2 separate regions of the Mus musculus genome follow, and region 2 is linked to region 1. Evidence: chromatin contacts called from public HiChIP or PLAC-seq data. All regions are on one chromosome and are shown on one strand. The core of a region is the stretch at or near the end of the contact, and the rest is flanking DNA. Distances in the headings are between cores, read along the strand shown. Region 1 has its middle 38 kb from the start of 1700023C21Rik. Region 2 overlaps Abca8a (ATP-binding cassette, sub-family A (ABC1), member 8a).

What was found. HiChIP or PLAC-seq counts read pairs in DNA pulled down with a chosen protein or histone mark.
Region 2: a contact with region 1 is called in an H3K27ac HiChIP or PLAC-seq map of heart atrium, with 6 times the contacts expected there. The contact joins two enhancer-like sites. A contact is called at or near these places in 6 of 484 Hi-C or Micro-C datasets (the C2C12 cell line, embryonic stem cells, muscle stem cells and 2 more), 3 of 115 datasets of contacts at active chromatin or transcription factors (cardiomyocytes, fibro-adipogenic progenitors and heart atrium) and 1 of 9 other capture datasets (liver).

What each region holds. Positions count from the first base shown.
Region 1 is chr11:109,880,000-109,887,256 of GRCm38.p6, reverse strand. No RefSeq gene overlaps it. Among named protein-coding and RNA genes, the nearest start is that of 1700023C21Rik, 38 kb to the right of the region's middle. Within about 2 kb of position 3,031, at least 28 of the 459 cell types and tissues checked have an H3K27ac peak or open chromatin away from gene starts, as enhancers often do. A contact at or near this core is called in fibro-adipogenic progenitors, heart atrium and muscle stem cells, where this site is marked.
Region 2 is chr11:110,025,870-110,033,126 of GRCm38.p6, reverse strand. It overlaps Abca8a (ATP-binding cassette, sub-family A (ABC1), member 8a), which reads left to right. Exons shown (of 39, transcript NM_153145.4): 32 at 1,407-1,567; 33 at 2,007-2,082; 34 at 2,173-2,267; 35 at 2,727-2,846; 36 at 3,068-3,208; 37 at 4,917-4,996; 38 at 6,224-6,279; 39 at 6,720-7,257. The coding sequence ends at 6,818. Among named protein-coding and RNA genes, the nearest start is that of Abca8b, 34 kb to the right of the region's middle. Within about 2 kb of position 3,721, at least 58 of the 459 cell types and tissues checked have an H3K27ac peak or open chromatin away from gene starts, as enhancers often do. A contact at or near this core is called in fibro-adipogenic progenitors, heart atrium and muscle stem cells, where this site is marked.

The DNA.
Region 1 (7,257 bases), core at 1,782-4,281:
ATGGGGCTGTCTTAACTAAGACAGTTTTACTGCTGTGAACAGACACCATGACCAAGGCAACTCTTTAAAAGGACAACATTTAATTGGGGCTGGCTTACAGGTTCAGTGGTTAATTCCATTATCATCAAGGCAGGAGCATGGCAGCATCCAGGCAGATGTGGATCTGGAGGAGCTAAGAGTTCATCCAAAAGCAGACAGAAGAAGACTGGCTCTCATGTGGTTAGGAGGAAGGTCTCGCTGCTCACCCCAACAGTTACACACTTCCTCCAACAAGGCCACACCTCCTAATAGGGCCACTCCCTGAGTCGAGCATATTCAAGCCACAGTAGGGGCAGACTGCTGAGGTGAGTTCCACCCCTGGCCAGGTGGTCCTGGATTACATAAGAAAGCAAGCCGAACAAGCCAAGAAAGTAAGCCGGCAAACAGCAATGCCCCATGGTCTCTGCTTCAGTTCCTGCCTCCAGGGTCCTGTTTGAGTTTCTGCCCTGACTTCACTGGGTGATAGACAGTGAGGTTGCTTCTGGCCATGGTGCGCATCACAGAGTTAGATAGCAGGTCAAACAGCCAAGCAAACCATTAAGAGTCTGCCTGTCAAGCCGGTTGTGGTGGCGCACACCTTTAATCCCAGGACTCAGGAGGCAGAGGCAGGCAGAATTCTGAGTTCGAGGCCAGCCTGGTCTCCAGAGTGAGTTCCAGGACAGCCAGGGCTACGAAGAGAAAACTTGTCTCAGAAAACCAAACCAAGCCAAACCAAAAAAACAAAAAACAAAAAACAAAAAACAGTCTGCCTGTCTCAGCCCACCATGTATCAGTCTCTGTCATATGAAGGCACACTGTGTCTGACAGATACAAGGGTCCTGTTTCCAGCCTCTCCTCCTTGGTCAACCTCTCTCTCTTGTTTCAATACAAGTCTTCTAGTCTTTCACCCTTCCTCTCTACACGATTGCATTTGGCTGCTCAAAGTTCTTTCCTTACCTACTTTTCCGAGTGTCCTTCCTTGGCAAAGGTGGGATTGAGATCAAATGAGTTATCCCTGCTGCCACGGAGACCAGCAGCCAAGAGGGGAGAAATCTCAAAGGCAGACACGGGTTCCCTAAATGATGGAGAGATTCTCTTTGGTTTACGTGGGGAAAATAATAATAACCAATCTGGGGAGTGTATCTCATCTGATAGAGTGTTTGCCTCTACCAACTACATAGAGCCTTGGGTGTGATCCCCAACACTGCAAAAATCAAGCAAGGTAATGCATACCTCTAATCCTGGTGAGCACTTAGGAGGTGGAGGCAGGAGGGTTAGCAATAGGAGGCTGAGTTATATGAGACAAAGGGGTAGGGGGTGACCCTTGGCTGTTCATTCTGTTGGGTCTTTTCTACCCAGTGTAGTCAGAGCACAGGCATCTGGCGCCTTTGTACTGCTCTACTGTGGTCCACTGAAGTCCACTCAGTGCTGCTGAAGGTTTGGCACACATGATGCCACACAGATACAACGCAGGCTTTGTAAATGCCAGGGGGACAAGCAACCCCTTCTCCATGGGGCTTTCACCCCTTAGAGCTAGCTGCAAATGGGCAGTCTTCAATTGGAGGAGCCTGACTCCTATCACCCCAAGGGGTGACATGACATTCCACTCCAGGCTGTTGGTGGAGCTGGGACAAATTGCACTTGTTTCGGTGAAATACAGCAACTCAGAGGAACAAATAACCCCTTTACCAGTTCCAAGGATCTGCCAGTTCTAGCCCTTTGGGTTGAACCCCAGGGCTAAGGGGATGTCCCACTTTAACTACTCTTTAGGGACAATATATACATTCAGCAATGTATATATATAAGGGCTTATGGAAAATACAAATCCAAATGAAGCCTTTGGATACTAATCATATCTAAGAATGATAAGATGACCCTAAAGATGAGACCCCGAGGCACTCCACCAAAACACTCAGGAAGCCTGGCTTGTTCTAAGAATGGAAAAGGAGAATCTGTTCATCTATCTACTAAGGAACAATAATAAACACTGCCATGCCATTCATTTTAATCTCTGCATCCCCTTTGTGGAAAGGGCAGGAGGTTTAACATTTTTCTGACTCTGTTGTGTCTCATATTTTTGAGTGCCTGGGACATTCAGAAAAGAGAGAAAGATTTCCCAGAGGAAAGCCTGCTGTCAGCTCTTAAACTGGACCGTGAACTGACCCCACCGTCACATTATCCATCTTCGGTGTCAAGGCTCTGTTGCAAGATCTCTGCAAGCCAAATTCCATTACCCACCCACTGCAACCACAGCCAACAGCTCCATCTGCATAAAAGTTGTGAATATCATAGCCAAGGGGCCTGGATACTGGTGCATACTCTGAGGCCTCAGAATTCCATAGAGGAAAGCTGTCCTGATAACTTACGAGTCTCTAGAAGAAGAGTTGGTGCTAGAACAACTACTGTCTAACTCATGGCTCTAGCAACACATGCTTGACACTGGACATCAGACAACAGCTTCCTGATTTGGAAAATGCAAAATCTTCAAGACGTGTCTAGACCTTTGCCCTGCACAAAAACAGTACCAGTCAAGAGAGCCTTCCATTGACGAAATAATGAAGCTGGATCCTCGACCTTACTTGATATACGGAAGTGAGCTCAAGAGTTCAAAAACTTAAACTGGACAGTTGAAGTGATTAAAACCCTTAACAGAGAACATAGTTGTGAGCCTTTGGATTTTGGATTAAACAATGCTTTCTTAGTAACCACAAGCATGAGCAAGAATAAAACCCAGAAGTGAGAGAATTGTAAGTTCAAGTTCACTCTCAGCTCTCTAGCAAGTTTGAGGAAGCAGCCAACAGAACAGGAAGAGCCAATAAACGTTACATTCTATTGGTGACTTATCAGGTGCTGTTCACACTTACTGGAAAAGGGATCTGGAGCAAGAAGCCCTCTCTTGACTCAGTTTCAAAGACATTTATATCAAGTGTCCTCCGAGACCTCCTGTCCCAAGTCAGGCTGAGCCCTGGCTCCTGACAAGGAGAGGGAAATGCAGACAGAAAGTAAACCATTCACAACAGAGGTTGCTATGGTTTCCAATGGCGTGAAATGCTTGTAGAGAGAACAGTAAGGCAAAAACCAAAGCCATCAATGGACAGACCCAATCAGAGCTCCGCTGGTCTGGCCACCGCTTCCTGAGCTGGTTTCTGCTGACTGTCTGTTACTACTATTACTTGCTATCTGTTCTTTTGCTTGCTCCACAATCAGTAAAACCCACGAAGACAGTGTGATCAGAGACCTGAAAAGTGTAGGAGAAAAGACAAGTGTTTCACCCAATAAAATAAACCAAGCAGAACATGGCTGCAGGCACCTGCGCTGGGTTGGCAAGAAGAGAAGCAGAAACCTTATCCCAATATAAGCCAAGTAGCTCTGGCAAAACAATACCAGCAGCTATATACTCAGGACATGCCCACTACCTCACCAGCATCAAATCCAACTGTGGCTTTGTTTTTGTTTTTTTTTTTTTTTTTTTTTTTTTTATTGTTGTTTGATTCTTTCTTTGTTTTGTAAGGGTGATTCCTCTTACAACAGTGGAGAAGAACCCCATTTTCTCATTCTTTGTAACTCAGATACACTGGCTGGATTCCAGATGAAGAGACAATCTATTGTTTAAAACTGAGAAATTCTGGTTTTGTTTTTTTTTTTTTTTTTTTTTTTTTGGTTTTGTTTGTTTGTTTGTTTGGTTGGTTGGTTGGTTGGTTGGTTGGTTGGTTGGTTGGTTGTTTTTTATTTTTTATTTTTTTGTTTTGGTTTGTTTTGGTTTTTTTGTTTTTGTTTTTTTGAGACAGGATTTCTCTGTGTAGCCCTGGCTAACCTGGAACTCACTCTGTAGACCAGGCTGGCCTCGAACTCAGAAATCTGCCTGCCACAGCCCCAGGGTGAGAGGTGAATCATCCAGTCAGTAATCTGGCTCATGGACCCAACAGGGAATTCTCAAAAGAGGAAACACAAAGGGACGATAAATACTTGGGAAAATGTTCAACACCCTATGTCATAAGGGCAGTGCAAATTGAAACAGCTTTGAGAGTCTACCTCATTCCTGTCAACTGGCTGTCATCAAGAAACAAATGACAGTATCATTAATAGTGTCAGTGTTAAGGATTGGTGCTTGTCCATGGAATGACTCTCAAGTTGGGCTGGTTATTGGTTGGTGTCTTAGTTAGGGTTTTACTCCTGTGAAGAGGAGCCATGACCACTGTGACACACTTACTTCAACAGGGACACACCTTCTAATAGTGCCACTCCCTGGGCAGAGCATATACAAACTATCACTTTCCACTCCCTTGGTCCCCAGAGGCTTATCTATGGAAGCCACACCTAAACACAGCATAATGCAAAATACATTTAGTCCAACTTCAAAAGTCCCCATAGTCTGTAGTAGTCTCAACAGTGTTAAAAGTCCCAGAGTTCAAGGTCCTTCTGAGATTCATCCAATCACTTAACTGTAATCCCCAAAGCAAGACAGGAAACCAGTTGGGCAAACTCCAAATTCAGCATTTCCATGTCTGATGTCAAAGCAGTCTTTAGATCTCCAACTCCTTTTTCATCTTTGTTGACTGCAACAAAGGGCTGGTGTCTCTTCTCCATCTCTGCCCTCTGTAGCACTCTAAGCTCCGGTTGATCCACTCCACTCCTGCTGCTGTTCTTGGTGATCATCCCATGGTACTGGCATCTCTAGTATGCTAGGGTCTTCCACTGCAACTAGGCTTCACCAATAGGCTCTCTTCATGGTGCCAAGCCTCAAATTCTTTGCCTGATCCCTTCAGTCTTGGTCCATCAACTGCAACTGAGGCTGCACCTTCACCAATGGCCTTCCATGGCCTCTCATAATGCCAAGCCTTAGCTGCTCTACATGACCCCTTCATGCCTTCAAAACCAGTACCACCTGGGTGACTCTTCCACATTACCAAGTACAGCTGTAGCATGAGGTACAACCTTGACTATCTCTAGAACACAGCTTCTTCCTGCTCTCAGAAAACACTTCCTAGAAGATTTTATCTAAGCGATGTTGGTCTCTTCTTAATCACTGCTAATTTCTTAGCTCCAGCTAACCAGCATCAATTGTCCCAGTAGTCCCTTTTATTCTGTATTCTAAAGCCAGAGCCATGTGGCCAAAGCTGCCAAGTTCTGCTGCTTGCTGGAGCTCGAACATGGTCCCCTTGTTCTATTACATTCTCACCAGCTCTCTGTTTTCTAATTCCTTCATTGCCTAAGTTTGGCTGTCCTGGAACTTGCTCTGTAGACTGACTTTGAACTCAAAGATCTGCTTGTCTTTGCCTTCTGGGATTAAAGGCTTGTACTACCATGCCTGGACCTAAATTTAGCTGGGTGGGATCTTGCTGCAATGTTACTACTCCCTTAATTCAATTTAACATCCTTGAACACAGGATTCAGCTCCATTCCACTTCCTGGTGCCCTTTTAATACTCCAACCATGTATTTTATATTTTTCCTTTATTAGCTTGATATGCTTGTTTAAAATGCTCTTCATAAGACTTAACCAGAGAACAAAGTCTATGCTGGGAGTTTCTGAGACTTCATTTGTCAGTGAAATTAAGCTGAGTCTCTTCACCTTAGCCTCAAGCAGATTCTTTGGACACTGGCAAAAAGCAGCCACATTCTTCACCAAAATATCACAGAAACAGTCTCTCAGCCACATGCTAAAATTCTTCTCCTCTGAAACCTCTAGAAACAGGCTTCCACAGTTCAAGTCTCCCTCAGAAACAAAGTCTTCCTTATTCCCACTAGGACAGCCCATTAAGCCCCGCTTAAAGCAATCCACCGCTTTCCAAGTCCAAAGTCCTCAAATTCACATTTTTTCAAAACAAAAGCATGGTTAGGCCTATCACAGCAATACCCCAGTCCCTGGTACCAACTTCTGTCTTAGGGTTTTACTGTTGTGAACAGACACCATGACCAAGGCAACTCTTGTAAGGACAACGTTTAATTGGGGCTGGCTTACAGGTTCAGAGGTTCAGTCCATTATCATCAAGGCAGACGTATGGCAGCATCTAGGCAGGAATGGTACAGACAGAGCCAAGAATTCTATATCTTCATCTGAAGGCTGTTAGCAGAATACGGGCTTCCAGACACCTAGGCTGAGGGTCTTAAAGCTCACACCCACAGTAACACACCTACTCCAACAAGGCCACACCTACTCCAACAGGGCCACACCTTCTAATAGTGCCACTCCCTGGGTCGAACATATACAAACCATCACAGTTGGCCATTCCCTCAGTCTCCATCCCTTGACCCTGCATTTCTTGTAGACAGGATGAATTTTGGGTCAAAAGTTTTATGGGTGGGTTGCTGTCCCAGGAGTCTAGCATGGCTGTCCTCTGAGATGCTCCGCCTAGCAGCTGACTCAAAAAGATACAGACACCCACCCAAACAGTGGATGGAGCTTGGAGACACTTATGGAAGAACAGGAGAAAGGATTGTGGGCCCCCATAGGAACTTCACAGGAAGACCAACCGAGTCAACTAACCTGGACCTTTGGGGCTCTTAGAAACTGAACCACCAACCAAAGAACATACACAGGCTGGACCTAGGCCTCCCTGCACGTAGGTAGCAGATGTGCAGCTGGGTCTTCATGTGGGTCCTGAACAGCTGGAATAGGGTTTATCCCAAAAGCTATTGTCTATATGTGAGATGTATTCTAGCTGGATTTTCTTGTCTGGCCTCAATGAGTGAGGGTTTGTTTAGCCTCACTAGAGACTTAAAGTAACAGGGTCAGGGGATTCTCAGAGGAGCTCCCACCTGCTCAGAGGAGAAGGGGGATGGGGGAAGGATTGTGAGAGAGAATAACTGGGAGGGGGCAGTGAGCATGATATAAGGTGGATAAGTAAAAATAATAAATAAATAAATAAATAAATAAATAAATAAATAAATAAATAGGGGCTGGAGAGATGGCTCAGTGGGTAAGAGCACTGACTGCTCTTCTGAAGGTCCTGAGTTCAAGTTCCAGCAACCACATGGTGGCTCACAACCACACATAATGAGACCTGACACCCTCTTCTGGTGTGTCTCAAGTCAGCTACAGTATACTTATGAATAATAATAAATAAATTAAATAAATAAATAAAAAATGTAAAATAGCTAGCTGGAGATGGAAGCTAAGTGAAACTGTAGGTAAACCAATCATCATAATGGTTGCTAAGGCAACAAATATTGAATTTAGAGTGATCTATAGACTTTGAATCTATGTGAGAGAATGTATGTAGGAAATGTGGATTAAGAC
Region 2 (7,257 bases), core at 2,472-4,971, 150 kb before region 1:
ACAGTGATTGGTTGATAAGGCAAAGCAAAGAAGAAAAGAAAAGGAACTTTCAATCCCTTTGAAAACATTCCAGGAAATGAGCCATGTCCTCCCCATTCCCCACACTTCCAGGTCATACCTCAGCCATGCCCTCCCCATCCCCCACAGCTCCAGGTCATACCTCAGCCATGTCCACCCCATCCCCCACACTTCCAGGTCATACCCCAGCCATGTCCACCCCATCCCCCACAGCTCCAGGTCATACCTCAGCCATGTCCACCCCATCCCCCACACTTCCAGGTCATACCTCAGCCATGTCCACCCCATCCCCCACAGCTCCAGGTCATACCTCAGCCATGTCCACCCCATCCCCCACAGCTCCAGGTCATACCTCAGCCATGCCCTCCCCATCCCCCACAGCTCCAGGTCATACCTCAGCCATGTCCACCCCATCCCCCACAGCTCCAGGTCATACCTCAGCCATGCCCTCCCCATCCCCCACACTTCCAGGTCATACCTCAGCCATGTCCACCCCATCCCCCACAGATCCAGGTCATACCTCAGCCATGTCCACCCCATCCCCCACAGCTCCAGGTCATACCTCAGCCATGCCCTCCCCATCCCCCACAGCTCCAGGTCATACCTCAGCCATGCCCTCCCCATCCCCCACAGCTCCAGGTCATACCTCAGCCATGCCCTCCCCATCTCCCACAGCTCCAGGTCATACCTCAGCCATGCCCTGTTCCCCCATGCCCCGCAGGGGACATGGTGCAGTTTTTCCATAACTGACTATACTAATTCGTACTTGCACCAACTAAGGACAACAGCTCCATCTTCTCCACCTCCTTATCATTTCTTCTCCACTTTCCTCCCTTTTGATAGCAGCCCCTTTACTGATGTGAAGTGATATCACACCATTTATTTGTATGTACATATTCATATGTGTGCATGTGTGAGCATGCGTGTAGAGCCAAGAAGTTAATGTTGGATGTCTTCCTCAGTAACCCCCCCCTTTTTTTTTTAATCTGAGACTGTCTTTCAGTGAATCTGGGTTTACTCATTTGCATTGATTGGCTGGTTATCAAGTTCCTGGGGCTCTTTCTGTCACTGTCTACCCAGCTTTGGGTTCTAGGTGTAACACTGCTGTAACTGTAATGTGGACGCTGGGATTGGATTCAGGTCCTTGTGCTTATGCGGCAAGCACTTTAGCCATTTCTCCAGCCCCTTGCCATGGTTTTTATTAACATTTTCCTGTAGATCATCCTTTAATATAAGGTAATGTGGCACCTTTGCACACACTTGAGTCCATGCATTTGTTCTCTGGATGAATCCTTCCGCCTTTCTGAGATGATCACTGAAGTCTGCCACAGAAGCACTTTGGGGAACAGTACCGAGTTTGATCCCTGACAGTGACCTTCTCTCCATAGGTGCTGCTGAAGGGGAGCAGCACAGGGGACACCCCGGGGTTCCTGGGGTACTGTCCTCAGGAAAATGCTCTGTGGCTCAACCTGACAGTGAGGGAACACCTGGAGATATTTGCAGCCATAAAGGGGATGAGAAAAAGTGACGCGAACGTGGCCATCGAAAGGTACACAGGGCCTGCACCTGTTCACTTTCTGAACCCTCGTGATGGGGGAAAGGCTCACTCACAGGAAACGTGGAACTGGGCTTCCTATTGCTTGACTATGTGGGGTAGAGAAAACTTCCAAAGTTTTATTCACTTTCATTTAAAAGATGGAGGGGAGATGGTCAGTATTCAATAGTAAGTGATTGAGTGTACTTTAGATATAAACTAAATTGCAGAAGTATTTGAACACTGTGCCAACAATTTAAAATCGGTAAGTGCCTCTCTCTTCATCACAGGGAACATAGCTTTTGTCAGCCTGACCCTGTTGAAAGTTTCAATGCATTTCTTGAACTACCTTCCTGGTGCCAATGCCTCCATCTTGGCCAGGCTCATTGCCCCACCCTCCCATCATCTCTCTTCACCATGGAGAGGATGGTGATGTTCCACTGTCTCTCTTCAGGTTGGCAGATGCGCTCAAGCTGCAGGACCAGCTGAAGTCTCCTGTGAAGACGCTGTCAGAGGGAGTGAAGAGAAAGGTATATGCAGGACTCAGGGGAAGGGCTTCGAGCACACCTCAGGGAGGCACACTTGAGGTGATGCCTCATGGGCTGTCTCTCTTGTTACAGCTGTGCTTTGTGCTGAGCATCCTGGGGAACCCTTCTGTGGTACTTCTGGATGAGCCATCCACCGGGATGGACCCCGAGGGGCAGCAGCAAATGTGGTGAGGATCTACCGCTCTCATGGTGGTAGGGAGTTCATGAATTGTGTCAGTATTGTTAAACAAACATAAATAAATGTGGTCAACACCATCCATATCCCTAAAAACTATTATTTTGGGAGAAAACGTACTTATGTTTCCTGGTGGTTTACAATCAACTTCCATGAAGGAAAATTAAGCTTAGGAGAATTGAATCCTTTTGTTCGGTCTCATAGACAGTCCCTTTCTACTCAGAATGTTTGCTCTCAATCATCCTTCTTCTAAGTGTTTTCTCTTGACAGCCTCTGCTGTGTCACCAGTGTTTCTCTAGCAATCGACTTGACAGCCCTCTTCCTCCGTGCCTCCATCTTGCTTGGTCTGCATTGATTATTTCTCATCTCTGCCTCGTGGCATCTCCTCTCTCCTTTGTCCAGAAGAGTCGGGGGACTTCTGTTCATCACAGTTCTTCTCTTGACAATATAGGCAGGCTATCCAGGCCACCTTTTCAAACACAGAACGGGGCGCCCTCCTGACCACCCATTACATGGCAGAGGCTGAGGCTGTGTGTGACCGCGTGGCCATCATGGTGTCTGGGAGGCTGAGGTGGGTGCCTGTTTTCATCCCACTTGTGTCCACTCTGTGATGATCAGATGAAACGAATTTGCTTTTAAAGAAAATCAGTGTTCATGGGTAAGAGTTGGAGTTGCCACTTCCCTACTAACAGTGAAGAAACCTATTTGGGAGCCTGAGTGGCGATCTGCGCATGCTCACAGGCACCATCCCCACATTTGTCTTCTGCTTTGTTATTCCTATTCCTGACCCAGATGTATTGGATCCATCCAACATCTGAAGAGCAAATTCGGCAAAGAATATCTCCTGGAGATGAAGGTGAAGACCCCCTCGCAGGTGGAGCCCTTGAACACGGAGATCATGAGGCTGTTCCCCCAGGCTGCTCGGCAGGAAAGGTAAGCACAGTTTCGGGGTTGTGCTTGTGAATGTATTTCTGTCGGTCAGTCTGTCTGTCTGTCCACATGAGTACACATGTCTGCCAACATGAGTACACATAAACACACACACACACACACACACACACACACACACACACACACACACACACACACGCTATAGGCCACAAGTCAATATCCCTTGCCTTCCGTTATCGTCCTCTGTCTTATCGTTTGAGACGGCGTCACAGTGTCTTTCCCTGAGCTGAGCTGAGCTGAGCTGAGCTGAGCATCTTGCTACACTGGCTTGCCAGCAAGCTCTAGGGATAAGCCTGTTTCTGCTCAAGCTCTCTCCTACCCCCAGCCAGTACCGGATTACAGACACACTTAGCCACATCCATTTTCTGTGAGTTCTGAGTTCATAAACTTAAGTCCTTCCTCATGCTCGCATGGCAGACGCCGTCCTGGCTGAGTCATCCTCCCAGCCCACAGTTGTTGTTTTTGATCTAGCAAAGCACACCCACTTTCCCCTGGGATTTGTTTGGCTTGGGAGACACTGTGGGTCATGTTTACACTGCAAGAAAACCTCAAAGAGGTCACTGAAGTGTGGATGCTGCTTGGAGTCTACTAGAGAACAGAGGGCTGGTTGTAAATCTGAAGTCACATGGGTGTGGCCCAACTATATGGCAGATTCTTTCTAGGTCTTAGGCTACCCGATTGTCACCCTGATCTTTAAAAGTTAGAACCGTTTTAAGCCAATGAGCACGCCTGAGTAAGACTTGGAGTTGCCCTGTCCTTACTTAACAGGGAGGAGACTCTAACTTGGGTGTGGTGATGCAGTGGTGACATAAGCATGGTCACAGGTACCTTTCCCACATTTGTCACATGCCTTTGTAATTCCTATCCCTGCTCCAGATATATTGGAGCAACCTAACACCTAAAGAGCAAATTTGCCATAGACTATCTGCTGGATGAATTGCTTGGGTAAAGACCCAGTACTTATAGGAATAAACTAATTGTATTTCACCAGTGTCTTTACTAATAGAAGCTTCATACAGACACAGTAGGATAATAATGACGGCGTGGACTGATGAAAGAGCGTAACTCTTATTTTTATTCTGTTTGTAAGAGCCCTAATTCTGTATAAACTAGATCGCATAATCAGTAAACACTGCTGGTGAAATAGAACGCTCTGTAAATGAAAGGAAATAAATTCTTTGACGTGAAATCAGTCTGTTGTGATTATTAATCTGCCAACAATAGGTGCCTGACCAGCAACTGATGAACTCTGGGACCTTCTCAAGAAATTGTGGTTTCGTGTCCTGAGGACTCTCAGGGTTCCCTTTGGTGAGAATAGCATTGAGAGTTGGGGGAGGAGGTGCCTAAATGTGGACTCTGCACTGAATAAGTAGATTCCTACCCAGTGTAGAAATTCTAGGAAGCTGTGGTATGGTAAAAGGAGCCTGTGTTCCCAGTCGAGACTGGGTGGGAAAGAACAGTCTCAAAACGTTGCCTAGACAGGCCCTGCATGGGTCCTTCCAAGGAGCCTGAGGTACTGAACTCACTCATCTTTCCCTCTCTTCCTTCTTGTCAACTGGCCGGCTTCAGTGGCCCCACTCTCAGAGATTCAATTATGCCAAAGAGTCGTATATATGAAAAGAAATGTAGTGGGTGCCATAGATGTTAAGCCACATGCTTAGAGACCAACCCAGCCTTCCTTTCTTCCCAGGTACTCTTCTCTGATGGTCTATAAACTGCCCAGGGAAGATGTGCAACCTTTATCCCAGGCCTTCTTCAAATTAGAGACAGGTAAGAGACTAGTTAGAGATCAGACTCTGAGATCAAATAGTTCCAGAACTTAAAAGAGCCCACAGCGGTGAGAAATTGAATCGGCACATTCTGGCTAATTGTGAGCATTCACAGTTCCTTCTGAAATACAGAAGCAGAAAACTAAAGAGGTGAGCTGGGCATATGCGTGGTAAGGTTTGTTGTTTTTATTTTTTGTTTGATTTTTGTTTTTACTTTGCACATAGGAAAGTACAAAAGTAAGACAAAATTCACCATACTTTGAAGGTTTTTATTTTAGATCTAAAATCAATTTCACTTTAGAGATAATATTAAAAGTGTATATTTTTAAAGTAAATTGCACTTTATTGGCTCAGGCCACTAATGACCTATAAACTCCTCTAGAAGTGTGAATGCTCTGGTATCCACTGAGAGGCTTCAGTGTAGCTCAGAACACGCAGTATTCATCGTCTGAGCAGAGCTTTGTGTTGTCCGTCTTCTGGTTTTCATGCTCTGCTTGTCTGAGTGATCCCAAGAACTCTTAGTATTTACTGCTCAATGTCACCTTCTCTTGCCTGTCACCCGCCCTACTAAGGAAGAGAAAGCCGTCGCCTGTCCCACAGATATCTTCTGGTTTCTGCTGGCTGCATCCAAAGTTGTCTTGATGTATCTTCTTCTCATTGTCTAAATTTAGCACCTAAGCTTTCTGGGACATGTGATCCTTCACAGCACTTCCAAGATTAACATCATTCTCACGATTCTTTTGGGGGTTTGGGGGGCCTCTTTCCACTAAAATCCTGTCTACCATTTATCATGACTTGAACTGTGTCCTTCTGTATAAATTGGTTAAACAGAGAGCTTTCCATGCTGTTGTGACTTTTTAGATAACTTTTGACTTTATCTCTGTGCCTTTCTTCTCTCTTTTCCAAAATCTCTTCCCCTCACAACCTACAATGTCAAGTCTACTGAATCAATGGTTCCTATTCAGGGAAGAAAGTCTCGTTGTATCCCAAGATGCTGGTCTTTAAAAAACTGTATCGCATACAAATGTAGTGCTGGCTCTTTCCCTACAAAATTGAAGCAGATGTTGTACATATTTCAGTTGTGCAATGTGCTCAGAAAAAAAAATTGCCTGTCAGTTCATCTAATGGTTCCTTACAATTTGCTGCTATTCATGACCTGTGATGAGTTAGTAAACATGTAAGACTTAATATATAAGAGTCCTGACATATGTTTTTTTTTTTTACACAGTTAAACAGAGCTTTGACCTGGAGGAGTACAGCCTTTCACAGTCCACCCTGGAGCAGGTGGGTCAATTTCAGGGACTTGTGTTCACAAACATTAAACACATGATCTTTGGATTCAGACAAGTGAAGAGTCTTGTGACTTCAGTTTCGTAAAACGCATGGAGTTGCTCTTGAAATGTGTTTTCATGTCCCTTCCAGGTATGACAGATAAGAGTGAGTTTATTTCCGCTAAGTCATTAAATCTGCAAATGTTATTTGTTTATGTGCCTCCATGGAAAAACAGGGTTTTTTTTTTTTTCGTGTACAGCAAGTCTGCCACAGGCAGTTTGCTCTTTGTGAATGAACTCTTCTTAGCCATCAGAGCATAAAATGTCTGATGCTCTGAATAAAGTTGGTTATTACATGAAAAAGGAAGCATTGTGATCTCTCTCTTTCTCTCTCTCTCTCTCTCTCTCTCTCTTTCCCTCCCTCCTTCCCTCCCTTCATCCCTCCCCCCTCAGGTCTTCCTGGAGCTCTCTAAGGAGCAGGAGCTGGACGGTTTTGAAGAGGAACTTGATCCCTCAGTCAAGTGGAAGCTCCTCCCACAGGAAGAGGCGTAACCCTGACATTTTTACCTATGGCTGGTTTCTACTCTCTAGTGGCTCAAAGCAATTTTGTCTTTAACATTACATATCCATTGTTGACGAGTAAACCATTTGACCATGGTGATAGAAGGTGTTGATTACATCATGAATACACAGCTCTTATGAATGGGATTAGGATCATGGGAAAAAGCCACTGAGCTAGCTCTCTCTACAATTTTTCTTTGTAGGATCATCATTTTAAAACACATTAAGTGTGTGCATTCCTGAGTTTAACTGTTTGTTTAGCTGTTCATTACAACTAAAGTTGTGATTTTTCAGTATATGTATCTATTGTGCATAAAGGGTATCCATCCTCTTTTCTGTCCTGTCTTAGCATCCTTCCCTCAGCACCCTTCATAGCCCTTTATGTCCTTCTACTTTACATATATGGTTTGGTGTGTATATCTGCATATAA